Linked DNA regions of Triticum aestivum: region 1 is linked to region 2. A link is a contact called in public Hi-C data. All regions are on one chromosome and are shown on one strand. The core of a region is the stretch at or near the end of the contact, and the rest is flanking DNA. Distances in the headings are between cores, read along the strand shown.

The links. A called contact is a pair of places that touch in the nucleus more often than the background predicts.
Region 1: a Hi-C map of leaf shows a contact between it and region 2, with 4 times the contacts expected there. The contact joins the promoter of LOC123092738 here to the promoter of LOC123092737 in region 2. A contact is called at or near these places in 2 of 5 Hi-C or Micro-C datasets (both in leaf).

The regions. Positions count from the first base shown.
Region 1 is chr4B:465,274,872-465,279,627 of IWGSC CS RefSeq v2.1, reverse strand. LOC123092738 (protein MOS2) reads right to left here and starts at 1,813. Exons shown (of 2, transcript XR_006444824.1): 1 at 294-1,813.
Region 2 is chr4B:465,002,758-465,007,333 of IWGSC CS RefSeq v2.1, reverse strand. LOC123092737 reads right to left here and starts at 2,208. Exons shown (of 1, transcript XM_044514556.1): 1 at 504-2,208. The coding sequence starts at 1,672. The coding sequence ends at 683.

The sequences.
Region 1 (4,756 bases), core at 564-3,063, 270 kb before region 2:
AACTATTGATCACCCCATCACCAAGACGCCAAGAAGTTCATGAGATTTTTAGCATGCATTCCGAAATTCACTCTTAGATACAAGGGTCACCTTCTGACATCATCGATTAGCATGAGGTTTTGACCCATATGCAGCAGACTTAAACAAACAGATTATACAAAGCAAAAACTGACAGTTTGCTGAAGGTTTTACACATCCAAGCAACAAATAATAGTAATAAAACGATTAACATTGTGTTCAAGATTTTACATCCAAGCAGCAACTGATAGTTATTACTAAGGAACAGATATTACCGCACATTAGAAGAGCTCCTGGAAAACAGATGTCCCCTCCTCAAGAAGAAATAATCAGTGCCCAAGCAATTCTGGGTCCCCAACGTACTCTGCAATCTGATCATATTTCACACGCACCATGTCTTTTGTATCCGCATCCTCCACTACTGCAGTCTCTGCCTCTGAATTCTTCTCTACCAGATGCCCATACACACCCTTGTGCTTCCCACAGAGCACAAGCACTTGCCCGTTTGTCCGTGGCAGGACCGTTTCAAGCATATCCTGCTCCACCCCCTGCACAAGCTCTGACCCATCATCCATCATTATGTCACATGTCGTTGGTCCAACCACATCAACAATTTTTGCCTTCTGCAGGTACAACCTTCTGCTGAACCTCTCATTAACAACTCTAACCCTAATATTGCTCTGTAACCAGCGCACTTTGTTACCAACATCACGGCTACTCTTTTCTTCTCGACTATCCCGAGAATTTCTCTCTTTCTCTCGAACCACCCTATCAGCCCTAAGATCACCAGATCTCTTCTGCCGGGCACTTGAATCCCTCTCCCGGACTCTGTCTTCCTTGTCCCTATCTCTCTTCTTTGCATTTCCATTCTCTGCGGACTTCTTTCCACCATTCTCTGTCGGCTTCTTTCCACCAATAACCCAGTCGCCAGAGCGAGTCTTCTTAGGGTCTGCCTCAGAAGGGTCGTAGCCTAATCCCAGCGTACCGGCACGGCGGTTATACTCAACAACCTTGGTATCTTCCTTGTTATTGCGGCCGAGCCCTTTGCCTTCTGACCAGCCGTAACCAGCAAGGAGGGCAGCACCGAAGCCCTCCACAGGCACCTCCGCAAACTCGTCTATACCACGGTGGTCGGGGAGGCTGGCCATGTCCTCCTTGTACCGTCGCAGCATAAGGTCACCGCTGGAGCCGCCATCTCTGGCTGGAGAGGTCGGCTTCTTCTCTGGTTCCTTGGAAGACTGCGTCTTCCCCGGCTCCGTGGCGTCGGCCTCAGCGTCGGCATCGGCGCCGCGTCGGGTGAGGCCATACCCTATGTGGGAGGAGGGATTGTCCGGGGCCTCGGAGGTGTCGAGCACGAATGTGGGGCCACCGGCGGTGGAGGCGGCGAGGGCGGCCTCCTCCTCGGGGGTCGGGAGGGAGGAGGGTTTGCGGGAGCGGTGGTTGAGGAAGTGGCCGGAGTTGGGGAGGGGCGCGATGACGGCGGACGCGGCGCCGGCGGCTAGGGTTTGCGACGGATCGAACTCGGTGACGAATTGCTGGGCGGGGGCAGCGGCCGCGGAAGCGGAGTTGCCGCTAGCGGCGGAGGAATCAGCGCCGGCGGCGGGGCGGGGCTTGGGCGGCCTTAGCTTGGAAGGGATGGAGAAGGACAGCTTCTTCTCCTTCTCCATGGCGGCGGCGATTTGGGGGAAAGCGTGTGGAGTCTGTGGGGGACGCAGAAACACGAAAAAAATAGTACTAGTAGTACAGGAAAGAACGAACCGAGTTCGTGTGACGTTGAGACTGGGTATCGGCTGAGCCCCCCAGTGGTCCACTGGAAAGGCTTTCTGTATATTTATGGGTTTGGCCCACCAAAGGTAACAGCGGGCTGCCAGATCAGTGGGCTGGAACGGGCGCTTAGGGCGCGCCTATGAACGGCCTGAAGCGAGCGCCTAAATGTTTCTGCTGTAGACAAAAAATATACCATGTACTCCCTCCATTCCTAAATGTTTGTCTTTTAGAGATTTCAAATGGACCGGCACATACGGATGTATATAGACATATTTGAGTGTAGATTCACTCATTTTACTTCGTATGTAGTCACTTGTTGAAATCTCTAGAAAGACAAATATTTAGGAACGGAGGGAATATATGGAAAAAACTAAGATCAAAAAATAAAAAATTCAGAAACTTTATTCATGTTTTAAATATTAAAATTGTACAAAAATATGTTTGATGTATACAACACATCTACAATGTCTATGAAAAAAGTAAGTAGCAAAAAAATATATGTTTAAAAAAATGTTAATCATATATTTGAAAAAATATAAACATGCATATATAAAATATTAAACATATATATATATAATGTATCGAATAAATATTAACCACATGTACAAAAATAAACTTGTATTAGAAAAGTTACTCCCTTTGTAAACTATTATAAGAGCGTTTAGATCACTATTTTAGTGATCTAAATGCTCATGTATTAGTTTACAGAGGGAGTACAGATGTATAACAAAAGTGTACAATGTCTATGAAACAATAGTTATCAAAAAATCATTTGAAAAATATTAACAATGAATTAAAAAAGCTTAAACATGTCCTAAATATGTTATCTATGTATGCGAAAAATGTAAAACAAAAACTGAAATAAGAAAAGGAAAAGGAGAAAAGGGAAACCAAACAAACAAGTGCAAAAAAAATGAAAACCGAGAAAAAAAAGCAAAGTAAAAACAAAAAACAGATGAAGCCAAGAAAAAAGCAAAAAATGGAAGAAAGAAAGGAGAAAATGAGACCAAAAAGAAAACCAACAAATAATATGAAAGAAACAAAAAAAATTGAAGAAATGACAAAAAAGAAGTACAATGAAGAAAAATGAAAAATGAAATAAAACCGATGAAGAAGTAAGAAAACCAAACCGAAAAATAAGAAAAGAACAACAAAAAAATAGAAACACCCGAATTAACACATTAGCGAACTGATTGACGATGAAGGACTTGGTAACACGCTATTGAGTAGGCACATACGCGTGCACACTGCAGGGAAGCTTTAGACGAGGGGAGCTGCCATCTCGCTGTAAGCGAGATATAGAGCACTTAAGGGGTGCACGAAAATCATTAGTTAATAGTTCAGGGTCATCCTTTACAGAAATTGTTTCCCACCTTCTGAGATGCTGACAAGTGGCACCACTTGTCACAACCAAGGAGATTTCTTTTTTAGTAAATTCGTCTATTTAAAATATTTTATCTTTTATACCATGTGTTTAAATCCCGAATCGTTTTCCTATTGGATTTCTAATGTGATATGTTCGAAGTTAGATCTCATGTTAATAGATTTCCATGAATATTTTTTCACGGAAAAAACGAATACTAGTATAGAATAATATAGAATAAAAACAAAAAAAGAGAACCAAAAAAAATACAGGAAAATAGAAGAAAAAAATCAGAGCCCGGGAGCTTGGTTCCGATTTTTCATATTATTATTTTTCCTTTTTTTGACAACGCGGAGGAAAATCTATGCTTCTCTCATGGAAGCATAGATTTTTTTTTCCCCGAGAAGCACAGTGTTGCTTCTTGCAGAAGCAAAACTCTCCTTCCATGAGAAGCAAATCTCGCTTCTCGTGGAAGCACAACTATGTGCTTCTCGCGGAAGTTAAATATGTAGTTCCACGCGAAGCAAATCTATGCTTCTCGTGAAAGCATAATTTTTTTTCCTTTTCTGAGAACCATAGTTGTGGTTCGCAAAAAGAATCCACAACAACATAGGGAAAAGCAGACGAATACCGAAAAACTAAAATAACCCAAAAATCCCAAACCACAAAAAATGTGTACAGGATAATCAAAACTAAATTTAGAGGGAGCACCAGCACGTGACACGTGACAATGGCTGGGCGGTCAACTTGACATGATCGCATGCTACAAAAAGTGACCATTTGCAGGAGCCTCGGCAGGGGTAACCCTTTGTTAGTTGCTTCCACGAGGGGTGCTGCTATGTGCCACCTACTGCGAGATGTATGGCCGCCTCACCTATAGGTTGTAGATGGTGGGTCGGGCAGTAGAAAGTGGCTTGTCATGCTGGCGCCAAACGATTATCTTTTTTCCTTTTGTACATTTATTTATATTTAAATTAAATGCATATAGTTAAAAATTAAAATTTGCATACGAAATTTGAAAATTTCAACATAGTATAAAAAATTGTTAGAGTAGCTTTAAAAAATGTTGATAACTTTCAATAAAAAAGTTTGCAACAATTAAAAAGACTGTTATCGTGTTTCAAAAAAATATATATATTTTTTTGATAAAAAATGTGTGTATGATATAAATAATGTGTAATAAAGAAAAATGATGTACAGTGCCATTAAAAAATGTATATCTCATTTGATTGAAATATTCCCGCAGTTAAAAAATGTATTTGTTACATTAATAGATGTTATATATGTAAAAAAAATATTCGTGTAAGTTTATATTTTTTACTTTCATTAGAAAATATATCCTGACATTTTAAAAATGTTTCTACAATATATAAAATTAGTTGTTTTAGAAAAGTGTTTACTGTCATTTTAAAACGTAAAAGTATTTGAAAAAACATCATCACCTATTCAAAAAAGTGCTCAACACATGTATTTAAAAAATATACATCATGTATATAAAAATGTCCAAATTATATAAAAAGTAAAAGTCAAGTGTGTGCTACAAATATAAATTGTGTACTCAGAAAAAGTAAACATGTGTTTAAAAAGGAAAATGATTAAAACCGACAA
Region 2 (4,576 bases), core at 959-3,458:
GACTCCGCGGCCGGGTGCGGCAAAATTTGGGTTCATTCCCAACTGGGTGAGACACCAGGTGAATGCTCCAACCACTTGCTCTCAAACCAAACAAGGATTATTAACTGATGATGACAACAGAGAGAACTCAAGTGGAACAACTGTCAGATATCGCAGGAAGCCTCCAAGAACTGGCTTCCAGAAGCCGCCAGCGGTTAGGTCATCGCCCGATCACCATGACAAAGGCCCCTGAACAAGCCAACAAGCGACATTGTTGTTGCTGGTTTGTACTCTTCGCTTTTCTGAACCCGGCCCCATCTGCCAAATGCTCACACTATTAACTCCGGCCGACGATCCACCGTCGATGCACTAATGCATGCGGCGAAGTTGAAATTACCACCAACTAAAGTGCAGTACAGCCTTTTCTTTCCTGATTCGGAAAAAAAAATGCAATGTGACCGACAGAAAGATATGGAAAATGTTGGGCAGATTTCTGAAGATTCATCGACAGAAAAACAGAGGAATGGCTTCAGGGGGAAATTTTGCAGAATTCTTTTGCCTGCCCATTGTGTCATGCACTGTAAATTTGTACATCAAAATTAACAAACAAAGGGTGAACTAAGAAATGGAGGAGGAGGAGTTTCTTTCTCTTAATTTCTTCTTTTTTTTCTCTACAGACGGACGGAAGAAGATTTTACGGTGATCAGACGACGGTGTGGCAGAGGCTCGATTTCCACTGCGACTGCCGCGACTCCACGCACGCCAAGAATCTGTACACCTTGCCGAAGACGCAGAGGAAGACGAGGCCGGCCACCAGGCTGTAGGCCGCCACCCCGACGGCGCCGCCCTCGGCCGCCACCCAGCCGACGAGGTACACCGCGTCGGCCGCCACGAACACCCACCCGACGCCCTCCAGCGCCGACCGCGTCCACGCGCTCAGCCGCTCCTCGCCGTAAATCCGGCACACCATCCTGGAGCACAGCGCGAAGATGATGGCCAGCGCCGTCTTGGACAGGCCCCGGTACCGCATCGCCGTGCCGCCCACCACCAGCGGCTCCATGCGGCAGAGGCACGACGCGCACTCCCCGGAGAAGCGCGACCACCGGAGCGCCTCCAGCCCCGTGTAGTAGGGCAGCACCACGGCGTCCAGGTAGAGGCTGGCGTGCAGCACGCCGGACACCGTGGAGGCCTCCAGCACCGCGTACCGGATGTCGCCGTCGGCCTCGTTCCGGAACGCCAGCGCCGACGCCTGCAGCAGCAGCAGCAATGCCGGGCCGAGCTGCGCGAGCGGGAACACGGCGTTGACGCGCTGCCCCTTGGCCAGCGCCAGCAGCACCAGCGGGAGCAGGAACGGGCCCGAGGGGACCAGGTACTTCCTCTTGACGCCCCTCACGCCGGCCGCGCCGCTGCGAACGAGGTCGAGCACGGCGAAGGCCAGCGCGGCGACGAAGCAGTAGGCGGCGAAGGCGGCGACGAGCGCGCCGACGGCGGAGTGGTAGTCGCCGGGGTAGGAGCTGTCGCAGTAGTAGTGGTAGGGGCAGGTGACGAAGTCCGTGGTCTCCTCCAGCTGCCACCGCGTGCACTTGAGTATCTGCCTCGTCACCGCGTCGCCGCCCAGCTGCTGCAGCCGCGGCGTCCACGCCGACCGGCCGGCGCCTCCGAGGAGCGGCGAGAGCATCTGATCATACGACATGGCGTCCGCGGCAAGCTAGCTAGCAGGCCGGCTCCACTCCTCTCTCGTCGTCCGTCCCCCGGCCGACGCCGACGCAGCTCCTGCTCCTTGGTCCTCGACTTGTTGTCCTGTTAGCCAATACGCATTCCCGCATTTGGCGGCCTAATGATGGCTTGCTTTCAGAGGCAGCTCCTCGCCCTCTTCCTCCTCCTCTTACACCCCTTTTCTCCCCCCTTTGGATGGATGGATGGATGGATGGATGGATGCTGGTGTGCTGGAGTTGTTGCTTGTAGAAGAAAGGAGGGAGTTGGAGCTTGGAAAAATTCGGATAGGGAAGGTTTAACTGGAGGCTCCGAGGGAACTTGCCATGCTTGCCCCTGATCTGAAACTTTGAAACAGCACGCACCTCGCCATTATTAAATGATATCAGCTTGTCAAGATAGAGAGATATTGGCTGCTGATATCATTAGCAGAGGCTTTTGTGGCGGGGGCGTTTGGGTCATGTGGCGGTGATGGTTTGCTGTCATGGTGGTTGGGTCGGGGGAGAAGACAGAAGAGAAAGGGAGAGAGTAGGCGAGGCCGATGGAGGGAAGGATTGTTTGACTTTGTTTGTACTGCTGCATTGGTAATGGTTGGTAGGCGAGCGAGGACGGAGACAAACATCTGGTACGTTGTATAATTTGGTGTATACGTTGCAGTACCTGTCTGTTAGCGGTAGTTAAAGTTTGTTGGGGGCTCGATCGTATTTGATTTTCTTCAAAGTACGCAGTTTGTTGGGGTGTTTGGTGAGAATATGGGGCTGGCTCATTCAGCATATTAGTTTACATGCATCATTGGGCATGCATGATTAGCGATCGATTTAGCATCTAGCTACCTCGTCTTGCATTGCATGCACACGTTAGTTTTTTCTTTTCTTTTTGACCTTCATCAGCTTATAAAAGGTGAGTTGGTATCATGGTATGGATGCTCTGCTTCTTCGTGTTCGAAGAGTTTTTCTTTTCTTTTCTTTTTTTACGTTACACGGCAGAGAAATGATGGTGCTATCATTCAGGGCTCCATGGCATCATCGACCAGGATCATTGTATCTAAAAAGAAAGGCATCATGAGGATATATCTTTTATCCACCAGTGTGCAGGACGACTTATTTGTCTCTGCTGGAATTATTTGGTGGTAGGTGTTCACAACTCAGACAGCCAGGTAGGCCATGATCTTCCCCTAGAGGAAGGAGGAGGGTCGTGGCGTCCCAGTCTAATGTTTGTGCTCTGCATGTCTGTCTCTGGTAAAACGACTGCGGCTGCTAAAAACTTTTCTGAAAGCGGTCATGTGAGGCCGCGCTGAACGGAAGCTACAATATTGATATCTCCATATGACCATATAGATCGCCAACCGCTCAACTGGATATCGTCGTCGTCGCGTGGGCATGCATCATGTGGAAGGGTGCCACTGCTCGTTTAATATTCACCCCCCTACAGGCTACAGGACATCTTCTTGCCAAACATGTGCTGATGCACCAGGGAAATGAAATGGATAGATATATCATATAGGCTGGGAATGGCAGCTGCTCAGGATGTTGGGCAAAGCTTTTAGATAATAATAATAATAATAATAATAATAATAATAATAATAATAATAATAATAATAATAATAATAATCTCTGAGTCCAGTCTTCAAACAACAGTGATCTGAAACTTGGTGCAAGCCCAAAAATATTGGGAAAGACATTGGACCCTGTCTCTGAGAAGGACTGCATATGTATTGTGAAACATTTTGCTTGTCAAGGCCGTGGAGCCAAACCGAGAATGTTTCAACATCAGAAGAAGAGTCGGCTAGATCAGCCTCTCCTAGTCTACCATTAATTGGCCGAGTCTAATTTGCATCATGCTGCAGTGGCAAGCAATCTGTGACACGAGCCATCTGCGCACGTCAATCCGTGTAGGCGCAGCGGCCCTCGCCAGTCAATATCTGCTACGGAGAGGCGCCCTTTTGGACGAGCGAGTGATCCTGGAAATTTACCTGTCCGAGATCACGACATTCTGGTACCGCGAACACCTTTTAAATTAAGTACTAACAGATAGGATTGATTAGGATGTCTGCCTGGCTAACAACCGTAAGGTGTGAGTACCTTGCAGTCAGGCCGTATTCAAAAGAGAAGAGAACACGAGATGCTCAAGGCCAGGGGGGTCTAAGAAGAAGAGTTGGTGTATTTCGTTGGACAGGTCAGAATATGGTTTATTTTTCGAATGATGTAGGAGAGTTGCTTGTATTATGTATTATATCAAAGAGAGAGAAGGATACAACACGACCGTCTAGATTATGGTTTATTAGACTTCTATATAATTTTGTACACCAAAATGAAAGGCACTATATTTTGTATTTTTGAACATTTCTCTCCGGATTTTTGCTAGTGAGGCCGAGGTTTAACCAGATTTATTTATATTCTTATAAAAGCCGCTTGATTATTGTCAGTCACCCGCGGCATCAACCTTATCCCTGAAACGAATATTTTCTTCCTAAAATCTAAAAAGGACGTGGTAGTGCACCAGGTAGGAAGCGCAATTGCCTCTCCAGGCATGGTGAAAGTGCGTGGCCTTTCCGGGTCGGCGACGAATTTTCGAGCCGACGGGAGGGAATCGACAACACGATGCATGTACAGGGAAGATATGAGGCCTGAAAGATACGTCCACTTGATGCGTTATTGGGAGCAGGTGAATCTCAAGGGCCTACCGTGCATATACGTGGTACAGCTTTTGCACCAAATCAGGGACGCTGATCTAACAGATGAAAGCAACGCCGGCAACAGCAACATCGGCAGAGGCTTGAGCCGTTGAAGCAACCAGAGGCCCTATGGTGACTGGTGAGAGAGATTTGTCTGGTACTAGAACGTAGGTGCAGGAGGACAAGAGGGCGAGGCGAGGACGCCCGGCT